Regions from separate parts of the Sus scrofa genome. Here regions 2 and 3 are each linked to region 1. A link is a contact called in public HiChIP or PLAC-seq data. All regions are on one chromosome and are shown on one strand. Each heading gives the region's core, a stretch centred on a gene start, on an enhancer-like site or on the middle of the called end of the contact. The rest is flanking DNA. Distances are from core to core; before and after follow the strand shown. Region 1 holds the start of SRCAP (helicase SRCAP). Region 2 holds the start of BCL7C (B-cell CLL/lymphoma 7 protein family member C). Region 3 holds the start of DCTPP1 (dCTP pyrophosphatase 1).

What was found. HiChIP or PLAC-seq counts read pairs in DNA pulled down with a chosen protein or histone mark.
Region 2: an H3K27ac HiChIP or PLAC-seq map of alveolar macrophages shows a contact between it and region 1. The contact joins the promoter of BCL7C here to the promoter of SRCAP in region 1. A contact is called at or near these places in 2 of 5 promoter capture datasets (fetal liver and liver), 1 of 47 Hi-C or Micro-C datasets (heart right ventricle) and 2 of 2 datasets of contacts at active chromatin or transcription factors (alveolar macrophages and skeletal muscle).
Region 3: a contact with region 1 is called in an H3K27ac HiChIP or PLAC-seq map of alveolar macrophages. The contact joins the promoter of DCTPP1 here to the promoter of SRCAP in region 1. A contact is called at or near these places in 3 of 47 Hi-C or Micro-C datasets (alveolar macrophages, embryonic fibroblasts and epiblast stem cells) and 1 of 2 datasets of contacts at active chromatin or transcription factors (alveolar macrophages).

The regions. Positions count from the first base shown.
Region 1 is chr3:17,701,458-17,704,921 of Sscrofa11.1, forward strand. It overlaps SRCAP (helicase SRCAP), which reads right to left and starts at 1,405. Exons shown (of 34, transcript XM_005653006.3): 1 at 1,078-1,405.
Region 2 is chr3:17,545,428-17,549,180 of Sscrofa11.1, forward strand. It overlaps BCL7C (B-cell CLL/lymphoma 7 protein family member C), which reads left to right and starts at 2,119. Exons shown (of 6, transcript XM_013995586.2): 1 at 2,119-2,400; 2 at 2,972-3,050; 3 at 3,389-3,497; 4 at 3,597-3,753. The coding sequence starts at 2,309.
Region 3 is chr3:17,894,799-17,898,500 of Sscrofa11.1, forward strand. It overlaps DCTPP1 (dCTP pyrophosphatase 1), which reads left to right and starts at 1,628. Exons shown (of 3, transcript XM_003354540.4): 1 at 1,628-1,796; 2 at 2,497-2,607. The coding sequence starts at 1,699.

The DNA.
Region 1 (3,464 bases), core at 155-2,654:
TCCTTTCCAGTAAGGGCTGAACATAGGAGAATCCAACCTTTCTCAAGGCAGGGCCCTGGGCCTCCTATGCTGCGCCAGGAGACACTTCCCCAAACACAAGAACTACAACAGGAGACCTTAGAGGAGCAGTCAGGAGGGGAGAAAGGCCGAACAGCAAAGACCCATGCCCCGGAAATAGGCAGGGTAAACCCACACAAGGCCCGGAAGTGTTTCCCCAGTGTTTAAGGAAGCTCCTTAACCACACTGCAGCCTTTGATTCACTCCCTCTTCCACAACTGATTCACTGGACTCAAGCTAACCAGGATCCAAGAAGCCCGAACTCTTGACCCCAGGCTTCATCACCATCTCCTAAGCCGTCCCAACAGCCTGACCCGGCGTGACCCCTGACCTCTGCCCCAAGTTGCCACTAGCCCTAAGATGGCCCCGCCCCCTCCAGACTCCCACCGCACCCAACGTGCGCGACAGACTGGGGGAGGGGCCCGCGCGTGCGCGCCTGGAGGCGGAGAGAGCCGGCTGTGCTCACCGCCCCGGGGCTCCCGCCAGAACCCAAACCCACGCACACAAGGGTCGCAGGGCTGGGAAGCCTCTCGTCCCTGCCCGTCAGGGAGCCCCCCACCACCAGACCGAGAGAGCTTAAGATAAGGAAGGGTTCGTGCCGCCAGATCTTGGCTCCGGACTGGATATGGTGGGCGCGCGCCCCAACTACTCGTCCCACGCCCCCCTTCCTCTTCTCGCGCGCCCCTGAGGTGGGGGGCTGGGGTTGGTGGGCGGGCAGGAGCGCACCTGGGTCCGTCCTCTCAGGGCTCGCTCGCTCGCTCAGGCACGCGTGCGCAGACGGGCGGAAGGGGAGAGAAGACGCGCCCCAGCCCAGTGCCGGCCGGTCTGGCCCCCCTCAGCCTGTCTCTATGGGCGCGCGCCGACAGCCTCGCGCACCGGCCCCGGGGCCCCGGCCGAAGGTGCGCGCGCAGCACCCCGGGAAGGTGGGAGGGGAGGCGGTGGCGGAAAGATGCGCGCGCAGTCAGCCGTCAGGGGAGGGGGAACTGTGGAGCGTCCGCCATCTTGTCTCCCTCTCCTTACCTGCGTCCTCGGGGGCGTGCGCACCACCCCCCCCTCCCGCCGAGGAGGGGGAGGGCCCCCTCTTTGCCGCCTCCTTCGCGGCCTTTAAATCCCCCTGAGGCCCGCGGCTACTGCCACCGCCTTGCTTCCACTGCTTCCTCTCACGGCACAGAGATGCGGGAGGTGGGTGGGGAAAATGGGAGACGCTACTCGCAGCGAACCGCCGCCGCCGCTTCCGAGGCCTCACCAAAATGGCCGCCGCCGTCTCGGCCGCCACCACCAACACCACCGCCACCACCACAGCTCACTATCGCTACCGCCGGCGCGGCCCGTCCTCTCGCGAGACAGTAACTGGAGGTTGGGAGAGCAGGGAGCCTCGCGTGCTAACGTAGGGCGCTACCCGAAGCGCAAGGCAGGCTGGGAAATGTAGTCCGCCCGGAGGCTCCGCGCCTTTCCCGCAGCAGAGCTCTTTACCCTCCACCGGCTAACCTGCCACTGGGGCTGCATTGCAGCTGCCCACTGGGACGTGGCCACCGTACCTTCTTTTATAGATCACCCAGAGAGCTGAAGGAATTTCTCAGGTACTTTCAGCAAGTTAGCAGTGGAGCCTGGATCTCTGGATTCCCGTTGCAGTCCACTCGTATAGAGCCAATGCATTTGACACATGGGTGGTATTGTTGATAGCTCCTAAGCATTTATGCATCAGGTCGCCAACTTTCTGAGTTAAGAACCCCTTAAATTTGTTGTGTTTTGGGGGTTTTTTTGGTAATGGTTGGGTTGGCTGCACGCCGGGCATGCGGAAGTTCCCTGGCCAGGGATCAAATCCGTGCCAAAGTGGGGACCAGAGCCCCATCAGTGACCACCGGAGATCCTCAACCCGCTGCGCCACCAGGGAACTCATTTGAGAATCTGATACCCTCACCCTGGAATAGAATAATAATAATAACGTACCTTTTACTGAGGGCACCTTGTGCACGATCTCAATCCCAACAATGCTCCATTTATAAATGATTTGAGGCTCATAGAGTAATAGAGCTCAAAGCCAAGATTCATAGCCAAGCAGTCTAAGTCACAAGGTTACAAGCACTGTCACAAAATCTACCTCATGAGGGCCGACCACCCAGGAGCCAGGTTAGGAGGCCATAATAAAGCTTTCATTCAGCTCTTCACCTGCTCAGTTTAGATCTCCATTCTACTCTAAGAGTTGATGATTCTCTCTGACCTTGACTTGAAGTTCTGTTTTTCTTTTTCTTTTTTTTTTAAACTTTCTCTTTTTTTAATATTTTTTTTATTTTATTTTTTTAATTTTTTTTGTCTTTTTGGCATTTCTTGGGCCGCTCCCATGGCATATGGAGGTTCCCGGGCAAGGGGTCGAATCAGAGCTGTAGCCGCCAGACTACGCCAGAGCCATAGCAACGCAGGATCCGATTCGCGTCTGCGACCTACACCACAGCTCACCGCAACGCCGGAACCTTGACCCCACTGAGCAAGGGCAGGGATCAAACCCGCAACCTCATAGTTCCTAGTCGGATTTGTTAACCACTGCGCCACGACGGGAACTCCGAAGTTCTGTTTTTCTTACAGCAAATACCAGTGGTTGAAAACTCAAACCTAGAAGGACCAAGAAGATGATGTAAATAAAGCAAAGAGGGGCAGATGAGGAATGTTAGGAACAGGAGGCCGTATACTCTGACCAAAAGGAATAGTCAGCTCAAACCAATGTTCACCCTACAGGAATGTGGGCCAAAATACATCAGATTCAGCCACAGGCTGCCAGTTTGCTACCGCTGACCTGTGCTAGAGCCTCAAGGCATACAGAAGCATGCAAGGTAGATTTGTTGATTGAAAAAAGTGGATAAATGCCCAATCGTTTAGGCCCAGTTCAAAGTCTTTTTTTCCAGACCAAGCTTACATATTTCTGAGACTATCTCATAGAACAACACCAAGCTCCCGAAAGATCTCGTATTTCTTAGCCTTCTCATGTACTTTTTCATCCTTTTTCAATATTTTTCCTTCAGAAGTTTCCTTCACAACCCCCAGGTGACCACTCTTGACCACTCACAGGCTGGCTTAATACCCCTTCTGGCTCCCATAGCCTCCTGGACTTCATGAAGTACCGATTGCATCGTATCTGGATTCATGGATTGTCCACCCCACCCCCCCAAAATGTTACTAAACTCCTGGGAGTAGGGACATGATTTATACATGACCATTCACTATGCCAGTCTCAGAAAGATTATTCAGGAAGTTCATGAGTGTGAGCTACTTGTATTAAACACCTTATTAAAAACAAAAATAGACGTTCCCATTGTAGCTCAGCAGTAATGAATCCAACTGGTAAACATGAGGACACTGGTTCGATCCCTGGCCTTGCTCAGTGGGTTGAGGATCCCGTGTTGCCATAAACT
Region 2 (3,753 bases), core at 869-3,368, 160 kb before region 1:
GGTGCCAGGGCCTGGGAGGCAGCCTGGGTCCCAATGAGAGGAGAAGGCTCAGGCTCCGACCTGGGGTTAGTCTTGGCCTCTGGGCTGTTTTTTCCGAGAAAACTGGGGGGATAGGAGAGGGCGCAGCTGGCAGGCCTGGAATGTGCTGGCCCTCCCTCTTGGCGGGGAAGGGAAGGGGAGAGCCAGGTGCTTGAGAGGCCGAGATGGGGGCCCTCAGGCTTGGGCCACACCTGCTGGCATAAACACCTCCTGGCCTATTGCAGATGCCTTCTGCCCTTGCTCTCATAGTCACAGCTACTAGGAGGGGACCACCACCTCGTCTTACCAGTAAGAGAACCCTTCCGACACACCCGCATCTACTGAAGGCTTCTTGCGCTGGAACAAGCTTCAGAGATAGGTCCAGGGAGTCACACCCACACATCTACCCACAAACCCGATGAGGACAAACGCTGACCGGTCCGTACACACTTACTTATTCCCACAAATGGTTCCCAAGTACCCCCTCTGTCCTGGGCTCTGGGCCCCAGAGGGGATCCATTCTTAGTCTCTGGCCCCCTGAGGAGCTCAATCTGATAGTGAGACCACAGACAAAAGCAGGTAATGTGAACTGGGAAGGAGGCCCCTGTGTCTTTAAGTATTTCACCATGAGCAGACAACTGCCAGAATAAAGGAAGAAAGGGAACAACTGGCAGAGGGCACAGCATGTGGCACCATCACGCGCATATTAACAGTGACTCTTGTTGGGTATTTACTATGCGCAAGATGCTGTTCTAAGAGTTACATGTATATTAACTCATTCCCATGTTACAGCTGAGAAAATAGTGATAAGTGACTTGTTTGAGGTCACTGGACAAGCAGAGCTGGGATTTTACCCCAGCGATTTGGCCCAGAAATGATGTCATAACCACCTCTGAACATAGTCACACCAAAACACACAGACCCGAGAGCCACACCCTTGACACATTCACACACAGCAACACAAATTTAGAATGTCATACCTGCTGGCAAACACAGCCTCAAACAAAATCAACCAAGACACATGTATTTTAAGTAAGCTTTTCATTGACGTGCTATAGACACAGGGTAAAGTACACACATCCTATATGTACAGCTCCGCGAATTTTCCAAGAGTAAATATGCCGTGGGAACCAGCACCAGATTAAGAAACGGAATCTGACCAGTTCCCAGAGGCCCCTCTTAGCCCCTCCCAGTCCCCAGGGTGACCACTCTCCCCGGTGTTTCGCACCATTTATTGGTTTTGTCCAGAACTTTCTCTGAATGGGATCACAGGGCGTATTGCTTCTCTGACCTCTTTCACGAGACGTCCCCATGTTGTGTGTAGCAGGACATCACTCTCCTTGCCCTGTCGTCCATGGTGTGAACAGGCTACAATTTATTTTCCATGGCCCTGTGGATGGGTTGTTTCTAGCCTGAGGCGCTTAGGAACAGAGCTATGGACATTCCAGTACAGGTCCCTTGGGGCTCCTACCCACGCATTTCTGATGGGTGTTAACCATCCAGGAGCGGAACTGCTGGGTCACAGGGTTGGTGTACGTTCGGTTTCACTAGAAAAGCGCCAGCTTTCCAAAGTGTCTCTATCAATTTACACTCCCCCAGAAATATGAGAGGTCCAGTTGCTCTACTTCGCCTCCACTTGGCAAGGTCTCATCTGAGCCATTCTGGAGGGTGGAAGAGGCACTCAGTACATTTACAGTGTCTGGCACGTAACTGGCCCTCAGTTAATAGCCTGTAGAATGAATGGATGAAGAGATAGTTGCAGCGTAGAACCAGGCAGCCGAGCAAGGGACACACACACACGCAAACACACACACACAAACACACACACCGTTCCAGGGTCCACCCACGCGCAGCGGTCGCACCCGGGACACAGATCCTCTCGCGCCCCCTGGCGCCCACGTGGTCTGAACGCACGGCCGCAGCCCCGCCGCGCGCGTCCAGTCGCCGAGCTGCCCCAACCTCCCTCTCGGCCGCGGGCAGGGGGCGCTGCGCGTCCGGGCGCCTCGAGGCGGAGGCGGCGGGCCCGGTCGGGGCGGGGCCGGCCGGCTTCCAGGCCTGGGCTCTGGCCGCCCGCGCCGCCGGGCGGCTCCGGGGACGGGCCGGGGCGGGGCGCGGCGGCAGGAAGCGGGGCGGGGACTCGCGGAGGCGTTGGGGAGCGAGGGAGGGCGCGGCCAACTCCCGGAGGGGCGACAGGCCGAGAGAGCGGCGCCCCGGCCTGGCGCCGAGCCTGAGCCCGCCGGACGGGAGGCGGCCCAGCCGCGGGCTCGGCCTCGGCCCCAGCCCCGCCAGCATGGCCGGCCGGACCGTGCGGGCCGAGACCCGGAGCCGGGCCAAGGATGACATCAAGAAGGTGATGGCGACCATCGAGAAGGTCCGGAGATGGTGAGCGCTGCCCCGGGGGCCAGGGACGGGCCACGGCGGGCCATTCCTCCCCCGACACGTCCACACCCCCTCCGCCACCTGTGGCCCCCAGGTGTTAGGTGTGCCCCTCTCCCCCGCCGCCCCCAGCTGCGTCCTGGATCTGCAGGGCTCTATCTCTCTTCTCCTGGCTACACCCTGGGGTCTACAAAGCGTGTTCCCCAGCCCTGCCCTCCCAGAGCTGGAACCCCCCCTTTATGCCCCGCCCCCTAAAGCTTTGACACTCCTCCCGCAAGTGTGCCCCGGGATCTTCGAGGCTGTGGTCCCAGGCCTATAGTCGCGCTCTCCATGTATACCCCAGGGGTCTGCCGCGTCGTGACCCCAGCCTATTTTTTTTTCTCTCCCTCTCTCTCTTTCTCCCGCCCCCCACCTATGCCCTGAGGTCTGCCGGGCTTCTCCCTCCAAGTCCCATTAGCCACGCTGCCGCTTCTTTTGCGCACCACCCCCACCTCCACACGTATCCCCAGATACATCCAGCTCCTGGGCTGGCTCTCTCCTCAGGCCTCTCTGACCCCGTCCCTCCACCGTCCCACAGGGAGAAGCGCTGGGTGACTGTGGGTGACACTTCCCTGCGTATCTTCAAGTGGGTGCCAGTGGTGGACCCCCAGGAAGAGGTGAGCAAGCTCCCCCACACCAGGCCCTGCATCTGGGCCACCTCGGGCAAGCCCCTCCCGGCGGCTGGCCTCCACCTCCAGTCCCCACTTAGACCTTACATGCAGCCTCGGGAACAGATGTTAACAATTATTAGCAACTCCGCCTCTTTCCCCTCCCCCGCCACCAGACCCCCTGAGTTCACGGCCTAACGCCGCCGCCGCCGCCGCCGTGGCGCACAACCTGTCGCTCACGGAGGGCCTTCTGCTTCTCTGTGCCTCAATGTCGTTATTTGTTCAGTGGGGGCTTTGCAAGCACTAACTAGAAAGCTGACTGTAACCCTTCGTCCTCTAACCCCCAGGAGCGTCGGAGGGCAGGTGGCGGCGCAGAGCGATCCCGAGGCCGCGAGCGGAGGGGCAGGGGCGCCAGTCCCCGAGGGGGGGGCCCTCTCATCCTGCTCGATCTCAACGGTATGTCGGGGATGCTGGCTGGGCTTTGGGGCAGCGGTGGGGAATGAAGGAGGGGATTGGGCGCCTCAGACCCAACCCTTTCTGCTCTTGCTCCCACAGATGAGAACAGTAACCAGAGCTTCCATTCAGAAGGCTCCCTGCAAAAGGGCACGGAGCCCAGCCCTGGGGGCACCCCCCAGCCCAGCCGCCCTGTGTCACCTGCTGGACCACCGGAAGGGGTCCCTGAGGATGCTCAGCCCCCACAGCTGGGCCAGGA
Region 3 (3,702 bases), core at 378-2,877, 190 kb after region 1:
CAAGTGGCTTGACTAATAAAGGGATGTATTATCTTATGGAACCAGAATCCTAAATCAGGGCATCTTGTAACTTATAAAAATAAGTAGCTCAGTAACTTTACCAAAGATCCAAGTCCTTTCTGTCCTGCCATCTACCAGTCCCAGCTTGTGGACCAGCTGTCCTCACAACCTGATCCTCACATACCAGCATCTAAGGCGGGGAGTTCCTGTCGTGACTCAGTGGTTAATGAACCCGACTAGTATCCCTGAGGACTCGGGTTCGATCCCCAGCCTCTCTCAGTGGGTTAAGGATCTGGCGTTGCCATGAGCTGTGGTGTAGGTCACAGACGTGGCTTGGATCTGGCGTTGCTGTGGCTGTGGTGTAGGCCAGCAGCTGTAGCTTTGATTCAACTCTTAGCCTGGGAACCTCCATATGCTGTGGGTGTGGCCCTAAAAAGACAAAAACAAACAAAAAACACCCAAAAAACAAAAAACCATCTAAAGGTGGAAACACCCTATGTCCTAGGAACCTTTCTCAGAAGTTGCCAACAGACTTCTAACTTCTGTCAAGAACTGGGCCACATGCTCACCCATAAAACTGGTCAATGGCCAGGGTCATGGGACTATGTGGTCAATCAAGTAGAGGAGGGGAGACCCCAGAACAGCATCATGGCTCTGCAAGGATGGAGCAGGGGAAGGGCAGTTATTAGCACATCTTCCCTGGCCCATGCCATCTGTTTTTTAAAATGATTTTTATTTTTTCCATTATAGTTGGTTTACAGTGTTCTGTCAATTTTCTACTGCACAGGTGACCCAGTCACACAAATACGCATTCTTTTTTCTCACATTATTCTCCATCACGTTCTATCACAAGTGATTAGATACAGTTCCCTGTGCTATACAGCAGGATCTCATTGCTTATCCACTCCAAATGCAATAGTTTGCATCTATTAAGTCGCATGCAATCTAAAGTTGCCCCACTTTTCACAATATTTAAATACTGTAACATTAAAAATTTTTTTTTCATGGAGTTCCCGCCGTGGCGCAGTGATTAACGAATCCGACTAGGAACCATGAGGTTGCGGGTTCGGTCCCTGCCCTTGCTCAGTGGGTTAATGATCCGGCGTTGCTGTGAGCTGTGGTGTAGGTTACAGACGCGGCTCGGATCCCGCGTTGCTGTGGCTCTGGCGTAGGCTGGCGGCTACAGCTCCGATTCGACCCCTAACCTGGGAACCTCCATATGCCGCGGGAGCGGCCCAAAGAAATAGCAAAAAGACAAAAATAAATAATAAATAAATTCCCCTTTCTTGTTTAAACCCCTCACTTCTGGCCCTCTCCACCGGCCTCCCCAACCCGTCATTTCGCTTTGGCGCCATCTGGCGCCCAAAAGGGAAGTGACACGCCTGCGCTCTCCTGCCCTCAGCCCTTTGTTTCTTCCCCTAGCTGAATCTGGTACCTATACCTTTAAGATGCTTAGCAAGCCTGAACAACTCGAGGGCCGGAGCCTAGGAACGCCCGCTTGAAGTTCTCTTAGGTTGCTCCAGTCCGGGTAAGGGGCGGGCTGTAGCTAACTCCACAGAAGTAATTGGTCTTTCCTTAGGCTCCGCCCCCGTGAAGCAATCGCGAACGCCTGTGATTGGTCATGGGCTCTGGAGGCGGGGGCTCTGAGCTTGGCCCCGGGCTCTCTGGGGCAGTCCCGGCTGCAGCGCGGTGGTCAGCATGTCCGAAAGTGGGGAGACGCATGAGGACTCTGGGGGAGAGGGCTTTGCCGCCGCCGGCTCCTTCAGCTTCAGCTCGGAACCCACGCTCGAGGACATGTAAGCTGTCCTTGCCCCATCTGGGCTGGGGAGATCTCCCCCTTTCTCCTTCCTATTGCGCTCCTATTGAGGAGGATCCCTCCACGTGGTCGGGAGGAAGGCTAGCAGCTATGCTCGGGTCCCAGCGCTGCTGGCTGACCCCGGGCGAACATTCTAACCAACTGGTCTGCAAAATGGGCTTAACAAGGCACACCTGAACATTGTTACCTACTAGTTAAGAGTCCGACGCCACTACTGCCCTGCCCCTGCCTTCCAGGAGCAGGAGGTAGGATGAGGGCAAATATAGTGCTGAGAGGTGGAGATGTTTCTTTCTTGAGGAAATCTAGGAGGGCATCTTAGGGGAAGTGTCCTGGCGCTGCATTCTGTAAAATCAGTAACATTTAGATATGCAGAGATTGGAATACTCTACGTGGAGGAAACTGCAGAAGAAGCAGTAGGAAGTGGAATAATGGAAAAGAGGGAATTACTAGGTTTCAATAACTTAGGGTCTGTGTAAGGACACACACATCTCATAGATGAGGAAACCAAGTCCCCTAAAGAAGAAATGGCTTGTTCATGCCATCCAAGGAATTAGTTGCACAATCTCCTCTGATACCCATGCCCCCATTACATATTACTGAGGTACCTGCTGGGTCCCTGCATCTCCTCCCCAGTCCCCTAACCTTGGGACCTGGACTTCTACCCCTTCCTCCTATTCCAGCCGCCGCCTCCATGCCGAGTTTGCTGCTGAACGAGACTGGGACCAGTTCCATCAGCCTCGGAACCTCCTCCTGGCCTTGGTGGGAGAAGTGGGAGAACTGGCAGAGCTCTTGTGAGTAGATGAAAGGCTTTCTGGAAGAGTCTGTGTGTTGGGGAGGGGAGGGTTTATTTGACCATCAAATATCCCTGGATTCAGTTCCCCCTCCTCACAACAAAACGCTGTGCCTGTTTGCTAGAGATACAGAGATAACTTATGGGTCCCTGTCCTCTAGGGATGCCCAGTCTGCTAGGAGAGAAAAGTCTGAAACCAGCAAGGGACATCCAGGTCTAAGAAGGGATGGTGGCGATCTTCCTTTACCTGTCTCCCGTTGTGGCTCAGTGGTTAACGAAACCGACTGGGAACCATGAGGTTGCGGGTTTGATCCCTGGCTTTGCTTACTGGATTAAGGATCCGGTGTTGCCGTGAGCTGTGGTGTAGGTCGCAAACGCAGCTTGGATCCCACATTGCTGTGGCTCTGGTATAGGCCAGCGGCTACAGCTCCGATTGGCCCCCTAGCCTGGGAACCTCCATATGCCACAGATGCGGCCCTAGAAAAGGCAAAAAGACCACAAAAAAAAAGAAGAAGAAGACCTGCCCATAACATTCCAGACAGGGGGTACTGTTTGCAAAGATGGTGAAGTGGGAAGGGGCAAGTTAAATTCTGGGAGAATGTAAGATTGCATCAGTGTAACCTTCTTGAGGAAGGGCAAGGATTCTGTATCCATTTGTTTGTTTGTTTTTAGGGCTGCACCTGCAGCATATGGAAGTTCCTGGGCTAGGAGTCAAATCCGAGCTGGATCTGCTGACCTAGGCCACATCCACCGCAACGCTGGCTCCGAGCTTCATCTGTGACCTACACCCCAGCTCACAGCAACGCCAGATCTTTAACACACTGGCTGAGGTCAGGGATCGAACCCACATCCTCATGGATACTAGTTGGGTTCTTAAGCAGCTGAGCCACTGCGGGAACTCGGGATTTCGTATCTGTTTTGCTCACTGGCCCGCGTAGGTGCTCAGTGTATATCCACTGAGGCTGTGGGGGAGACAGAGGATGATAGAATCAGGGCTGGCAAGTCATGGAGACATGCTGAGGTTTGAGTGGTGGAAAGATCACTGTGTCTGTAGAGTGGATTGGATCCCCAAGTGAATTGTGTCAGGGGAGACCCG